3 separate regions of the Mus musculus genome follow, and regions 2 and 3 are each linked to region 1. The links are chromatin contacts, called in public HiChIP or PLAC-seq and promoter capture Hi-C maps. All regions are on one chromosome and are shown on one strand. Each heading gives the region's core, a stretch centred on a gene start, on an enhancer-like site or on the middle of the called end of the contact. The rest is flanking DNA. Distances are from core to core; before and after follow the strand shown. Region 1 holds the start of Zfhx4 (zinc finger homeodomain 4). Region 2 has its middle 32 kb from the start of Gm41991. Region 3 holds the start of Hnf4g (hepatocyte nuclear factor 4, gamma).

What was found. Promoter capture Hi-C pulls out the DNA fragments that hold promoters and counts their contacts. HiChIP or PLAC-seq counts read pairs in DNA pulled down with a chosen protein or histone mark.
Region 2: an H3K4me3 HiChIP or PLAC-seq map of neural tube shows a contact between it and region 1, with 21 times the contacts expected there. The contact joins the enhancer-like site here to the promoter of Zfhx4 in region 1. A contact is called at or near these places in 10 of 39 promoter capture datasets (the 3T3-L1 cell line, cranial neural crest, embryonic stem cells and 5 more), 1 of 15 datasets of contacts at CTCF or cohesin (the NIH/3T3 cell line), 10 of 484 Hi-C or Micro-C datasets (adipose-derived mesenchymal stem cells, cochlea, cortical neurons and 3 more), 10 of 115 datasets of contacts at active chromatin or transcription factors (astrocytes, craniofacial prominence, differentiating embryonic stem cells and 7 more) and 1 of 9 other capture datasets (embryonic tail).
Region 3: a promoter capture Hi-C map of stem cell-derived epiblast-like cells shows a contact between it and region 1, with 4 times the contacts expected there. The contact joins the promoter of Hnf4g here to the promoter of Zfhx4 in region 1. A contact is called at or near these places in 9 of 39 promoter capture datasets (cranial neural crest, embryonic stem cells, frontonasal cranial neural crest and 5 more) and 5 of 115 datasets of contacts at active chromatin or transcription factors (astrocytes, differentiating embryonic stem cells, embryonic forebrain and 2 more).

Annotation. Positions count from the first base shown.
Region 1 is chr3:5,216,675-5,221,429 of GRCm38.p6, reverse strand. Zfhx4 (zinc finger homeodomain 4) reads right to left here and starts at 2,876. Exons shown (of 11, transcript NM_030708.2): 1 at 2,503-2,876. It overlaps 2700069I18Rik (RIKEN cDNA 2700069I18 gene), which reads left to right and starts at 607. Exons shown (of 3, transcript NR_045905.2): 1 at 607-760.
Region 2 is chr3:7,008,804-7,013,558 of GRCm38.p6, reverse strand. No RefSeq gene overlaps it. Among named protein-coding and RNA genes, the nearest start is that of Gm41991, 32 kb to the left of the region's middle. Within about 2 kb of position 2,893, at least 8 of the 459 cell types and tissues checked have an H3K27ac peak or open chromatin away from gene starts, as enhancers often do. A contact at or near this core is called in neural tube and stem cell-derived epiblast-like cells, where this site is marked.
Region 3 is chr3:3,505,096-3,509,850 of GRCm38.p6, reverse strand. Hnf4g (hepatocyte nuclear factor 4, gamma) reads right to left here and starts at 1,821. Exons shown (of 10, transcript NM_013920.2): 1 at 1,519-1,821. The coding sequence starts at 1,522.

The DNA.
Region 1 (4,755 bases), core at 1,627-4,126:
AAAGAAAGAAAGAAAGAAAGAAAGAAAGAAAGAAAGAAAGAAAGAAAGAAAGAAAGAAAGGGAGGGAGGGAGGGAAATGGAAAGGGAAAGGGAAGGAAAGGAAAAAGGGGGAAAAAAACGAAAAAATTAAACCCCTCCTGTTTCCAGTCTCCTCTCTCTCTTCCTCTCTCCTCTCTCTGTCCCGTGTGTGTGTGTCTCTCTCTCTCTCTCTCTCCTTTTGCCATCTACATGATCCTTGATTAAACATGGAACAGAGTTAATAAAGGGTTGGGGGGGGGGTGCTCAAGGAGAGGAAATGCAACTGTCAGAAATCACCAACGCTAGATTTCTTGGTGAACCTGCCTCTGTCTGAGTCAGTGTCAATACACCATCTTCGTCCACTGAACTTGTCTTTGGGTTTTTGTTTGGTGCTGGTGGGGGATGTTGTTCTGTGTGTGCTTTTTGGGGGAGGGGGAAAGTGAAGGCAAGGTTGGGGCTAGAGGTGGGGGGAGTGGGGCGAATGTGTGTTCTGTGAGTGTTGACTGTGAGTGTGTGTGTGTGTGTGTGTGTGTGTGTGTGTGTGTGTTTGGGGGGGGGGTGTCCATGTTTGTGATCTGAACCTTTGGTACCTACAAAGAGGGTGTCTCACCGAAAGGTAGCTAAAACCTCTCCAGAACGGCGCACGGAACTGTGGAGACACAGCGGAAGGCTCCTCTGGAGCCTCATATCTGGGCCGAACCCTAGACCCAGCGCTTCAAGGAGCCCCTCGCTTGGATCACAGGTAACAAAAGAAATAACCAATGCATGGTCTTCTGGGAGAGGGGGCAAGATGGGGGAACATTCCGGAACTTGGCCATCACTGAGGAACTTTTATACAATTATAGAAAAATTTTATTTTATTTTTTCTGATAGAAAAGAGCAAAAGGAATGGAAAGGGACGGAGGGAGGGAGGGGGAAAGAGAGAGAGAGGAAAAAAAGAGAAGAGAAGAGAAGAGAAGAGAAGAGAAGAGAAGAGAAGAGAAGAGAAGAGAAGAGAAGAGAAGAGAAGGGAAGGGAAGGGAAGGGAAGGGAAGGGAAGGGAAGGGAAGGGAAGGGAAGGGAAGGGAAGGGAAAGGAAAGGAGAGAAGAGGGAAGGGGAGGGGAGGGAGAGGAGAGGAGAGGAGAGGAGAGGAGAAGAGAAGAGAAGAGAAGAGAAGAGAAGAGAAGAAAAGAAAAGAAAAGAAAAGAAAAGAAAAGAAAAGAAAAGAAAAGAAAAGAAAAGGAAAAGGAAAAGGAAAAGAAGCGAGACCAGGCTCACTCCAGCCCCTGGTAGCCTAACTGATCATATCAGGTCAGAAGGCATGCTTGGTGCCAGCTGAAGCTGAGGAGGTGAAGTTCATTTGCAGACATGGAACCCTGTAGTGAGTGTGTGTGTGTGTGTGTGTGTGTGTGTGTGTGTGTGTAAAATGCATCAATTCCCACAGTCAGCCACATCTCCTTTACACACACACACACACACACACACACACACACACACACACACACACCCTTGCCCTTTACCAAAAAAGAAAGCAAAGGCTCTTGATCTCCAGCCGCGGGTGTCCTCTTAGTGTGGCGATCAATCCCCAAACCCCGGGGCGAGCTGCCTCCACTCCCAGGTCTGCGGACATAGGCCGGGAGATCCCGCCTCCTAACGGACCTACCAGGTCCGCAGCGCCCGTGCAGCCAAGAGCCGCCAGGGCCTGCCGCTGCCGGCCGCGCTCCGCAGACCGGTGTCTACCTGCAGCCAAGCCCCGCGCTCGCCCATCCTCCCGGGCCCGGCGCCTCGCGCGCACCAGCCCTGGCCTGCCACAGCCCCGCGCAGTGAGTGCCCTTCGGGAACTTGAGAAAGGGTGGAGAAGGGAAAAGGAAGATGAAAAGGAAACCGAGAAGAGTACAGGGGAGGATCAAGGGAGAGGAGAGGAGAGGGGGGCTGCGAGCCCCACCGACCACTGTCCAAACTTTCGGAGAATGTGTGCAGAGGAAACATCATCTCGATGGGGTGCAGGGACGCGGAGCGAGCGAGGACCCCAGATAATGTCCGAGCCGCTGCCGAAATGACAGCTTCGCCGGATCACCAGAGTGTCTCCGGCTCCCGAGGAAAGCAGAACCCGAAAAGACTGAGAAAAAGACAGAAAACTGCTCGGCCGAAAGTCACTTAATACAAAAGTTAAATCTTGAAAAGCATGCCTCCCCCCCACCTCCAGCCCCAATCCCCCCTCCGCCTGTGCCTTCTCCCTCCCTCAGCAGAGCAAATCTTTGAGCCAAAAAAAAAACGGGGGAAAGAGATGGAAAAGGGGGGCAGAGCGGAAGAGGTGGTCGGGATGAGGGTACGTGTGCTAGGGCGAGCGGTAGCAAGCGATCTAGGGGTAGAGAGGCGGAGAGGGAGAGGGAGAGAGAGTGAGCGAAATATCAAAGATTGTGCAAGATCAGGCTGGAAAGATAATCGATACTCGACCTAAATTTAACACAAACTACTCAATAAAAGTTAAAGAAAAAACTTACTTTCCATTTCCCTGCAGTTCCTACTCGATCTTCGCCTCTTTTTTGTTTTGCTTTTATTTTACGTACAGCTGATCACATCCAAGTAAAACGAGAGGGTTCATTAAAAAGAATAAAAAATAAAAAAATAATCCTCGAACTTTATTGGGTGAAAATAAAAACGCTGGAGCAAAAAGTGGGGAGCACGGAGCGGTCCTCGGGGTTCCGGGAGGAGTTAAAGCATGTGCCGACCGCGGTCTCGCTGTTTGCTTGTGAAGGGGTTGGGAAAAGGAGGAAAGGAAATGAAAATCCGATATGTCTTTATTCTGCTAATTATTATCGTTTTAGCCCTGTTTAAAAAAAATGGCTGATTAAGTTGAGTGCGCATGTCTTTGTGTGTCTATTCCCGATATGCACTCTGGGAATGAGAGAGGAGAGCGAGGGAGAGGGGGAGGGAGGGGGGAGAGGTGTAATTAGTGAGGTGATCAACATTCCCCAGACTGCAAATGACGCGCAGCCAGGACTCAAAGCAGCCTGGGAGCCTCGCGACTTCCAGGGCTCCTAGCGTTGCGGCTGGAGCCCTGGACGAGGCGACTAAGGAGACGGAGGATGGGGACCTCCGGGGCTCGCACCCCATGCGCCCCTGCGCACAACTCTCAAACTTCATTAGACACACACGAACACACTCTCACACAGAGACAGCAAAGAGAAGAATATAAAAGCACAACTCATTCCTAAGAAATGCCTTTTTAGAGTTCTAGATTAAAAAAAAAAAAAACAAAAACAAAAACAAAAAAAAAAAAAACCCAGGCAAAATAATTACTCTCACACCAAAGATATGTTTACCAGGGAGCTTTAAGGAGAAATACAAGTCAAGGTAATTAAGAGCTTTTCTCTGGGTTGGTTTATTCTACTACGCACTCAGAAGTACTTTAACAGCTAAATACTAAGGCCTGAGCAAATATGCAGATGTATGTAAATAAAGAGTGCCAGTCAGTGTGAGCAAACAACACCCAGTTCAACCTCTTTCAAAGGAGAGATTTCTCTCTGGATCCTCAGGCATTCTATTTAAAACTATATCTTGCACTTGCATTTACGCTAGAGAAAACCTACAAGGGAGGTGGAAGTGGTTAGTTTAGTCAAAGTAAACTTCCAAATGAGAGTAAGTTCGGGTTGTAAGAGTGATACTAGGGTACAGCCTAGATTTTATGTAATATTCTTGAATATTTTATCAGAATCGCATAAGTTGAATGTAATGGTTTAAAAGGACTTATGGAAGAAAAGCTTTCATCTTTCTAGACTGTTCAGTTATCTTTCTGGAAGCACATTATGATGAATTTTAAAACCCCAATACAGATCTCATTAGAGTGAAATATATTTGGTATTTTCTGGTGCAAAATTTAAGGTGCCTGATTCTCATTTGAAAATCTAATTATCTCTTTCCAATATTACAGATGTGAATATGAGTGACACTTTCATTAAAAGATAATTAACTAACACTCGGAATAGACATACTTTTAAATACCCCCTACTGAATGTGGGATATATATATATATATATATATATATATATATATATATATATATAATATATCTGTATATATATATATATGAATTGCATCTTGATACACTACTACACAAGAGGTCATAAGTAGACACCATCTATGTAATATTTTAAAACCTGGAATCATATAATGAAAATAAGAGTAACCAATCAAATGAGCTGCAAACAGGAAACACCAGTGCTGCCCAGCTTCCTGAGCAGGTGAGGCACCAGCCACTTCTGAGCTGACAGGCCTTTGAAGTTTTGGATTGCCAGGATCTGCTTCAAAACCTTGTTTTAGTCCTTAAAAACCAAAGGTACCAAACAAGGTTTATAGCAACAGCAAGATTTGTAGCACATCACTGAGAGTTCAGAGACAGTAAATATGTCTTCCTGGGTCTAATACCCTTGTCCTATCAGTGTATACGCCTTACATCCTAGGACAAATGCAAATAGAACAAAACATCTGTGTGGATAAAATTATACTCCTCCCTGCAAGATCAGACCTAGGCCCATATCTGAAAAGCTGCTTGCATTCAGCAACTAGCTAACTTTACAATGAAAATTCAAAGCAGAGAATAAAACCTAGATGTGGTCTTTGGTAAGAGGAAAAGGCAATGCCATCTTAGAAATCTGGAGTGGCTACATGAAGCCGTGTTTTAGAAACCAAAGCCACTAAATGGCAACAGAAAAGCAAATTCTGTCTCAAGAGACTCCTATTTCCAACATCTTTGG
Region 2 (4,755 bases), core at 1,644-4,143, 1.8 Mb before region 1:
CAGAAGTACATTAATCCTATATTCACTAGCAAGTTAAACATTTTTGTCTTGAGCAATATGCCAAATAGATACCAGAACGTTTTCTGCAGATCCACTGCTGATCCATAATATATTCATATTCAGCAAGGCTGAAAGTGCTCTATGACCAAAATGCCAAGCGAACAATTTCAAAGCATGGGTATAAAATTTTCAGTCTTGTGTCAGGCTGAGGATTATTAATACTTAAAGCAAGCAAGTTTGCCTCTTTATAAGTATAACAAGAAGTGTCACACCTAACGATAGTACATACATATAGAACACATCTGAATTACTCTGCTTTCTATATTTAGCATGATTAGTATTACTAACTGTTCTGATTCTCTTTGAATTTTTTGTAAATAATTATTAAGTAAACAAATATATGTATGTATGGATACTTATTTTTAATTGTGGAAAGTTAAAATTAATTCTTAGGGGATTTTAGTGAGAATTTAACATAAGTTCATATCTTTAAATGGCTGTATGTAAATGTATTTCTACTTATGTATTTGTATTTTTCTGAGACAGAAAGCCATCTGTTTTGACATTGAGAAGCACACACACACATACACACTCACATATTTGTACACATCCATTGAGAAAAGTTTGTGGGTGGTGGGCATTTAGGAATGCTTAGAAGAAAAAAATGCAACTTTTACTACACAGGATTGTAAAGTGCAATTCTCTTAATTTAATCAATGGCAGTATCCCAGTTATTTGAATAATGCTATCAGTGGTCATTTATTGATATTGAAGCTTTAAATTTCTAAAGAAATGAGCAAAGAACTTCTAGTTACAGAAATTGTATTATTAGTCTTAGAATATTCCATCTGTCATATCTACCAAGGCGTGAGAATAAGGACAGTCTCCTAATAGATTATATAAAAATATGTTTTTCTGATAAATATATAGTAGGAAGCATAGAAATTTTTATCTTTCTTCCCCTTCCTCCTCGCCCCCTCTCCCCCTCCAGTGTGTGTGTGTGTGTGTGTATGTGTGTGTATTTGTGGCTTTAATTTTTAAAATAATATTGTGAAATAGAATATTTAAGAATTAAATATAGTTCTTATAGAATAAATACTAAAACTTAAGTTCAAAAATTAGTGTATACTTTGTGTGTTCCTATCCTTTTTTAAAAACCAGTTCTATATTAAAATATTTCTAATATTATATACTAATATTTATTTTCTAAAGTATCAGCCTCATATTTAAATTTTATATTTTAATAACAATTTCTTTCTTCTATATAATCTATTAGATATGTAACTGTTTGAAAGATATAGAATGCTTCAGAGATACTATGTATTCTAAACATTAGCTACACATTGGTTATATGAGTAGCAATGGAAACAAATTCCTAAGAAATAAAACCATGTAGGCAGTTATATTGAAGTTTTAAAATAAAAATACATATATAACACATTTAAATTATATTGTAAGTGTGCCATGTATGAAAACAACTTCAACTTCTTCTTCTTCTTCTTCTTCTTCTTCTTCTTCTTCTTCTTCTTCTTCTTCTTCTTCTTCTTCTTCTTCCTCCTCCTCCTCCTCCTCCTCCTCCTCCTCCTCCTCCTCCTCCTCCTTCTCTCTCTCTCTCTCTCTCTCTCTCTCTCTCTCTCTCTCTCTCTCTCTCTCTCTGAGTTACTGTTTCAGGCTTTGATACTTGTTCCTATACTAATTTCCAAACTACTAGTACCATAAAAATGCCTTTCAGAAAAGTGGAGAAGAAAGACTATGCAGTGGGACCTCTGAGCCTTTTAATGGTTTAATATATTGCCTTTCATGTTAAAGACTTTTGGGAAACCCTGGTTCACAAACCGTCACAATGGTGTGGCTGAGGCTGTCCTGCACTTGATGCAAGATCAGCTACACTCTAGTGCATTCTGAAGTGGTGTTCCACTCGTGCCTGCATCACGACTAAACATTAACACAGCATCCTTTCTGCTGGAGATCTGTGGATGGACACGGCTCTGGGTCCCTTTCTATGATGACTTTAGTGGCAATTTACCAGGCATGTATAACGTGGATGTAAAACATTAAAGGGACTCACAGCAGAGCTTTGGTTTCATACACATTATTTTTCTGTTTCGTTTCCTGCCTTCCGTTAGTCATTTAGTATATTTTTTTTTCCTAAGGCAAAAACTACTTTTTAGTTCCTGGCATGAAGAAAGCTCAATATGAGAATTTAAAATGATAAAAGCTGAATGGAATTCGTATCATTTTCCTTTCTTGCGTTAGCCTTTGTCCCTGTAATACAAATGTCACAGAAGTAAGAATAAAATATCTCAGCCTTTAGGATTGAATGATAGCTCATTCATATGACAATGATTGCTGCGCTGGGGACAGAGCATTTTTCAGAACATAGCTATTCTTGTGGCAAAGATTATAATGATGAGGAGAAATGGGGCAAAATTAACCAATTCTGTGATATGTATAAGAAATCTTCCGAGTCCTCTAATGTGGTGGTATGCATTCTATCAGTCAAGGGTAAAGTGTGGTAAGAAAAGGGAGGTTCCCCTTAGGTCCAAATGCAACCAACTCAGTGTGATTTTTTGCATGAGACTACTAGGGAGAATCTCTGCTTCTACCAGTAGGTGTCAATAGACTCAAAAGAAACACCCAGGGGCTTTGGGACCTGAAGTTCAGGAGACAACCCCACAGTAGACAATGGAAAGAATGCAAACATTGCATCCATGACAAAGTCTGTGTAAGACAACGCAAACTGAAAAGCTCTGAGTGATTTTAGTTTTAATTGTCTCAACAAATTCTGCCATGATTTTTTACTACTTGAACGTCTCCGATGCTCAGGGCAAAAATGGCCCAGAAGCCTGGGTTTAGGAACTCCCAGCCACTGGGTTTGCCTTCCCTGGTAGACTGAGATTCAGTGGATTTACCAGACTCTTGCAAAGCACGTGGGCCTTCTGTTTAACCCTTGCTTGGACTTTGAATTACTCTGCTTTCTATATTTAGGATGATTATAGATAATGCTGCTAAGAAAAGCAGAGTCTTTGTGTTTCACTTTTTCTAAGAGCCGGGTAGGGAAAAGGTAGGCACCAGGCTGTTGAATACATTCTTTTTTTTTTTTTTTTTTTTTTTTTTTTTTTTTTTTTTTTTTTACTTCCTTGTCACTCCATGCTGTCTTTCATGAAATGACAGGAATTGCTGGTTCTAAAGTGCGTCAGACCATTTGAAGTATTCAATATCTGTGTGATATAAAAGTATGTACTTGCGTCCAAGTATATATATTTCAACATTTCGTTCTATTGAGCAATTTTTACAAACTAAATGTTATAATAAATTGGACTCTCACTATTAGTTCTTGTTAGAATTTGCATGTCACAAAAACTGCACTTCTTTTCACATAAGACTTTCATAAAGGCTCACTTAAGCCTCATAACTGCCTCAGATTGTCATGGCATCTGTGGCATAGTTTCAAAGATCTGTATTATATATGGCAGCCTCTAATAGAAAATCCACACATCCCTCGTTACCTGTCTTCTTTTGTACGGATTCTAGTTGTTCCAGTCAGGAATAACTTCAAAATATTTGTATTTTTAAATCCCTATCACCAAATCTTTTCTGGAAATGTTAAATTATTGACAAGAGTCTCCTAGTTATACAGCCTGGTTTGGAGACAAATGCATACTTGGCTCAGCTCTGTCAACTGAAGTTTTCTGAGCCTCTGTACAGGATGGAATGCCATATGCAACCTATCCTCAGAGGGAACTTTTTAACATTGACTGAAATTCCAACAGCCTGGGGTGATATGTTTAGCTTGTCCTGAAGCTTGTCCTAAGAGTGTTCAGTTTGTTCTTGTTGGGTTTTTTTTTTTTTTTTTTTTGTTTTTGTTTTGTTTTGTTTTGTTGGGGTTTTTTTTTTTTGTTTGTTTGTTCGGGTTTTTTTTTTTTGTTTGTTTTTTTCTGGGTCTCTTGAAGTGCTGGTAAAGGTGACAGCCTCATATATCTCTTTTGTTCCAGTCTAAAACAGTCAGTCAGATTTCCATTAGTCCTCGTGGCTCTTTTGAACACCAGGCTTTTATTTCACACTTAAAAGAAAATCTGTCAAGGATTTTGCTCACCAAATATATCCTACCTTCGGATGTCAGATGGTGTTGATTAGATCCTACATACTAGACACCCATTTAAAAAAATTCCAGTTTTCTGTCACTCTAATTCTGTGCCTTTAAAATAATGACCATTATTTGCCACACTTAAGATGCTCTGTAGTCCACTTGGGTGAGTCTTGAGAGAAGGTTGAGTGTCAGAGATGTAATGTCAGGCATTGTCTGTGGGAAAATAACAGCAATGAGATACATATGTAGCCATTGTATCTTTCTTTCAGAATTGTGGGCGAAACCACATTAAACAATGGGTGGACCTGCTTTATTCCAGATGCACATGAATAATTGTTTTCATTTGAATGTAAAATTGTGTACAAACTAACAGAAAAGGCAGTTATCTCTTCTTGAGGTAAATGTGCGAGGCCCCTTTAAGAGTGCTCACTGGTGCAGCCTCTCTAGTCTCTCTGGCTCTTAAGATGCCCTGATCCTCTTTTCTGGAATTCTGTCAATTAGTTTTGTATCTGTCACCCTAACATCTCTGAAATTGCTTATTCTGAGAGATTTCAATATTTACTCCGATGACATTTTTCGATTCTCGACACAGGAATTCTTAGAAGTTTTTGAATTTACTTTGTATTCTTTAGTTCGTATGAATCTGGCAATCAAGATTTCTTGCA
Region 3 (4,755 bases), core at 572-3,071, 1.7 Mb after region 1:
TCAACTAGAGTATCAACATTTTAATACTTGATATCTAGTGGGCCTAGCACAGACATAGTTAGAGTAAGAACTTTAATAGCCATTTAACATTCATGAGCTGTACACTGTGAAGACATACACCCAAAAGTCATCAAAGACTCCACACACAAGGAGAAGGGCATCCTCTTTATATTTTGCTATAATTTACATGATGCTTCACAAACTAGAATTAATTCTGGAATTTATAGAAATAACAAAGATTTTGAAAATAATGAATATTTTGAAAGTAATGAATACTTACTGGGTTCACAACACTATATATGACAATGTTTAAGATACTTCCATTCTCTTAAAGCTTGCTGAGAACATCCCGATATTTGTAGACCCATAAACGAAGAGGAAGAAGATCAGCAAGGAGAAAACCAATTGCTACCAATTTCCACCATGCTTTGAAAAGTTTATAAAGCAATTCCCAGTGCAACCAAGGGAATACAACACTGAGTTGGTCAAGGGCTTCAGACACAGGAAATCAGGTAGCCTGAGTCAGAAGTGTGAGAACCAAGTGAGCCTACTGAGGGGTGGAGCAGGAAGATGATTACAAACAAATGGAATCGCCAAGGTGGAGGAATAGTACATCCTTGTGAAAAGAAACAAGTCACCTATAAAATAAGTTGTCAAGGATAGAGTAACTAAAGCCCAAACAGGAAATTCAGACACCACTGAGGTTTTCTATTTACAGAATATCCCACAATGTTTTAAGCTCTAACCCTTGTCCTGAGATGAAAACTGAGATTGTTTTGCATATTGTAAAGAAGTACTTTAGCTCCATTTGCAGATACCCTTAAACACACATTCCCTCAAGTTGGGATCGTCTTAGACACTTCTAAGATCTTATCACATACCTAGTTCTTGCCATTAGACACCGAATGACTTCAACTTAATCCAAACGTGGTTTAGCTCAACATCCAATAGGTCAAATCTTCCAAAAGAAACTGACCCTTTAACTAGCATATACAATCGTCACCAACAGCTTTACCAGAAAGTGCCTAATCCACAAATGTCTGAAAGAGTATAGGGGAGCACACTTGAGTAAAGGTCATGGGGGGGGGGGGATATGCTTCTGCACCAAGCACCAAACATCACTCCTCTGTAGTCATTTAATGTCCAGTCACACGTACTAGCTTGGACTCCGCCTCCCTACCTCAAACTTTCAGGGAACCCCTCACCACTACAAACAGATCTTGGAATCATGTGACCAGCAACAGCCACCAAAGCTTTCCAACCACCCAGACACATGCAGAGCAGGTTCTAGTTTTCTTTTTCAAGGGTTTGAACATTCTCAAGCTCCAGCAGCTTCTGGTTTTTTTTGTTTTGTTTTTTTGTTTTTTGTTTTTTGTTTTTTGTTTTTTTCTGGCCAAGAGGTCAGGGTGCTCAGCCTCTCAGCCACCTTCTTGGGGGAACTGAGACTCCCCGTGCAGAACAGCGGCCTGGTGTAGAGTGGGTCATTCGCGGGCACTGGGCGCGGGCAGAACGACTCACCCATGCCAGCGGCAATGGAGCTCCCGCGTCGCAGTCAGCTGCAAGGCTTGCTCTGCATCTCAGTAGCAGATCCCCATATGCATGCGCCCTGACAGTGACAGCGGTGTTCAGCAGTGCACCTTCCGGAGAGCCAAGAAGTTTTCAGGCAGCCTGGAAATTGGGTGGGGCTCCAAGGTGGCACTGGGATTTTGTTGTTTTGTTTATTTTCCTGGATCTCTAGCAAAAATTTTGGGGGACCATATGCCGGGAAGAATATTAGCTTTGCTCAATGGCGACGATGGTCCAGGGCCTGACTCTCACAGTGAGGTCGATTTACTAAACAAACTGAATCGTGGGTGGGGATGTTAAACAGTAACTAGCGAGCTTCAATGAAAACTGAAAGCGGCGAGGCAGCCTCCTCCCGGGCGCAATCTTTTCCGGTTCTCCAGCCCTAGGGCTCACTGGCCAGCTACTTTCAGAGCCTTCGGGTTTGGACCTCAGTGGCCGTTCACAGCCATCCCTCAGTGACTGCAACACACCTCATTATGATCTCCAGCAGATTAAAGACCCCCTTGGCTTGAAGCCTCCAGCTTGAGCGGGTCGCTCCCCATCTCTCTGGCTAGGTGAACCAGGCCAGGTTGAATTTAGCTGCGCATCTGAAACCAGAGACCTTCCTTTCCCCTCCCCTCGGAGCCAGTCTGGTCTTGGCTGCATTTATTCAGGCTAAGAAATGTTTTAGAGCAAGTGACAAGGAGAAGCCTATGATCATATGATGGAAATCTAAGTCATTGCCTAAGAGATCCAGATGAAGGGCAGAAGTGTTGTTCAAAGGAATTAAATGGGCTTCCTGGGAGCAGGACTGCAGATGCACCTCTAGAGACCAGAGGACCACTTCTTTAAATTGCACTTTGGGCCTGTGATCCTTCTGGGTGCTTTGTTCTGCAAGAGTTCTGGGCAGGGAAGGAAGAAGGCTTTTATTCCTCTTGCAGATATGCCTGTGGTTTCTAGTCAGTAAGTATCTTTTTACATATGAATCAACCAAAAAACTTCTCTCTCTCTGTCTCATACCCTTTGGCTCATTCTACAACCTTCTTCCTTATGAAATGATATCAGACACACCTGTGCTATAGCCGGTCATCTTGGCCAGGAGTTTGTGACAGCAACAGACAGATTTGTGATTTTCTTTTTTAATCTCCTCAGTTTAACATCCTGTTTGCAGGAATGATAGGCTTAAGGTACAATAACTATTTATGCTCTTGAGATAAACAGTTACCTAATCCACAGGGTTTTCTTCTTTTCTGAGTAGGGGTTGGCTGTTATTTTGGTATTGTAATAATGCCAAAGAGATCAAAGAACTAGGTGTGTAGAGGTTTGATTTTCTTTTTCCTTTTTTCTTTTCAGATAGGATTTCTGAACTTTCTCAGCTTTCTCCTCTTGTTGAGAGGGTCTTTTAAAAACAAGATGCTACCTGTTTTAGAAATCAGAACAAAGGAAACATGTCACATACAGTTCTCCTTAAATGTACTTTCCAGAGCAAAACACATTCTTTGGGTGCTCACTGCCCATGAGACCTTGCAAACAATGTGAGGAAAGTGGCTTCCATCCAGGTCATCTCAGAATACCTGCCAGTGTTAGGGACAGGAGTAGAGTTAGATTTAATGAGGCTGATTATGCAAATCTCCCACAGGTGTGCTGTTTACAGCCTCTCTGTGCACACTGTCTTAAAACAAAACAAAACAAAACAAAACAAAACAAAAAACAAATTTTTTTCAGATACTCAATGGTGAGTGAAAATTGTCTAATACAATGCTAAAATGTAAATTGTAATTAGCATAAATTAGCTTATCCTTTGAAACTTTTTAGAGAAGCTTTTCCCTTTCCCTTCACACAAGCTGAGACTTGACACTCTATTGCTTCCAGCAAGGACATATTGTTGGACTTGAAAGGACTATTTAACAGTGAATCGACAATATCAGTAGGTTTGGTTTTGCATGATCAATGCCTGCTGGCTGTGTGGTAGAATCTTTCTCTGATCTACCAAGAAATAAACTAGGGATCTGTTCAAAAGGCCAATTTGTAGAACCTTGGCCAGAAAACTGAATCAACAGCTTTTTACTAATGAAAATAGACACATCTAAGACCAGTACTCAGGAGGGAAAGTGTGTGAGAATTATTGGACTACTTTCAGTGGAAAATCCACTGAACAGGGACAACTTTTTGGGTAAGAACATTAAGGGAGTGGTTTTAGAGAAATGTATGAATGCAAGCTGTTACCAGGTATAAAGAGGTGAAGATGTCGCCCTTGCTTGGAAATTTTACCAGGTAAAGCCAAAGGAGAGAACCAGAGACCATCAAGTAGGTTTAGTAATTATTACTGAAGCTTCTTTATTATGATTCTCCATGGCATGGGTTTTAGTTGCTGAAGATGAAAACTTTCAGTTCTGCAGAGCTGTTCCCTGACACTCTGGTAGGGTGGGGTATGGGCCTACAGAGAGCAGGAAGATATCATCCAAAGACTGCTTCAGGAAAAGGTTCTTGGAAGACACATGAAGCTTTATTTTGCTACCTATGACAGGAGGAAAACTATACAAGCATATTTATGTCTCCTCTGCCACCTCCTTTTAAAATTTATTCTTTAAACATTTTTTAGAGTCCAGACTTTATCCCCCTAAAGGTCCTCCCACACCTCCTCCCGCCCTGTCTACGAGAGGATGCTCCCACCCCAACCCCACCAGGACACCCCACTCCTTGGTGTCCGAAGAGGGTTAGGTACATCTTCTCTGATTGAGTCCAGACCTGGCAGACCTCTGAACACTCAAAATGTTGCTTTAAAACCCTTGTCAACTCCACTTTCTTATCAAAGATCTCCTTCAGCCTGAACCTATTTTGTCCTTCATACCACTCTAATTCCCAACACCATCCTGATTGTCTAAAAAGTCTATTTTTCCAAGAACAGTTCTGATGCACCTATTTATAGAATGGTATGCTGCTCTCCATGGGAGCCTGCTGACATGCCAATGTTGCAGAGTGGGATGCAGTCTCTTCGTGAGCACCAAAAGCAGAAGAAACATGAGGCCCTTTCCATTTGGTTCCCCGGATTCCAAGCTTCTGCAGCTTGCTGCTGGGGGCAAATCTAGACCCACCTGTGGCAGCGAATTTAAAAACTTCATGTCACGTGATGGTACCACAGAAGTCTGATCCTGACAGGGCCAGCTGATACTACCTCCACCTTGGTTGGCCATATTAAAAACCGTGATC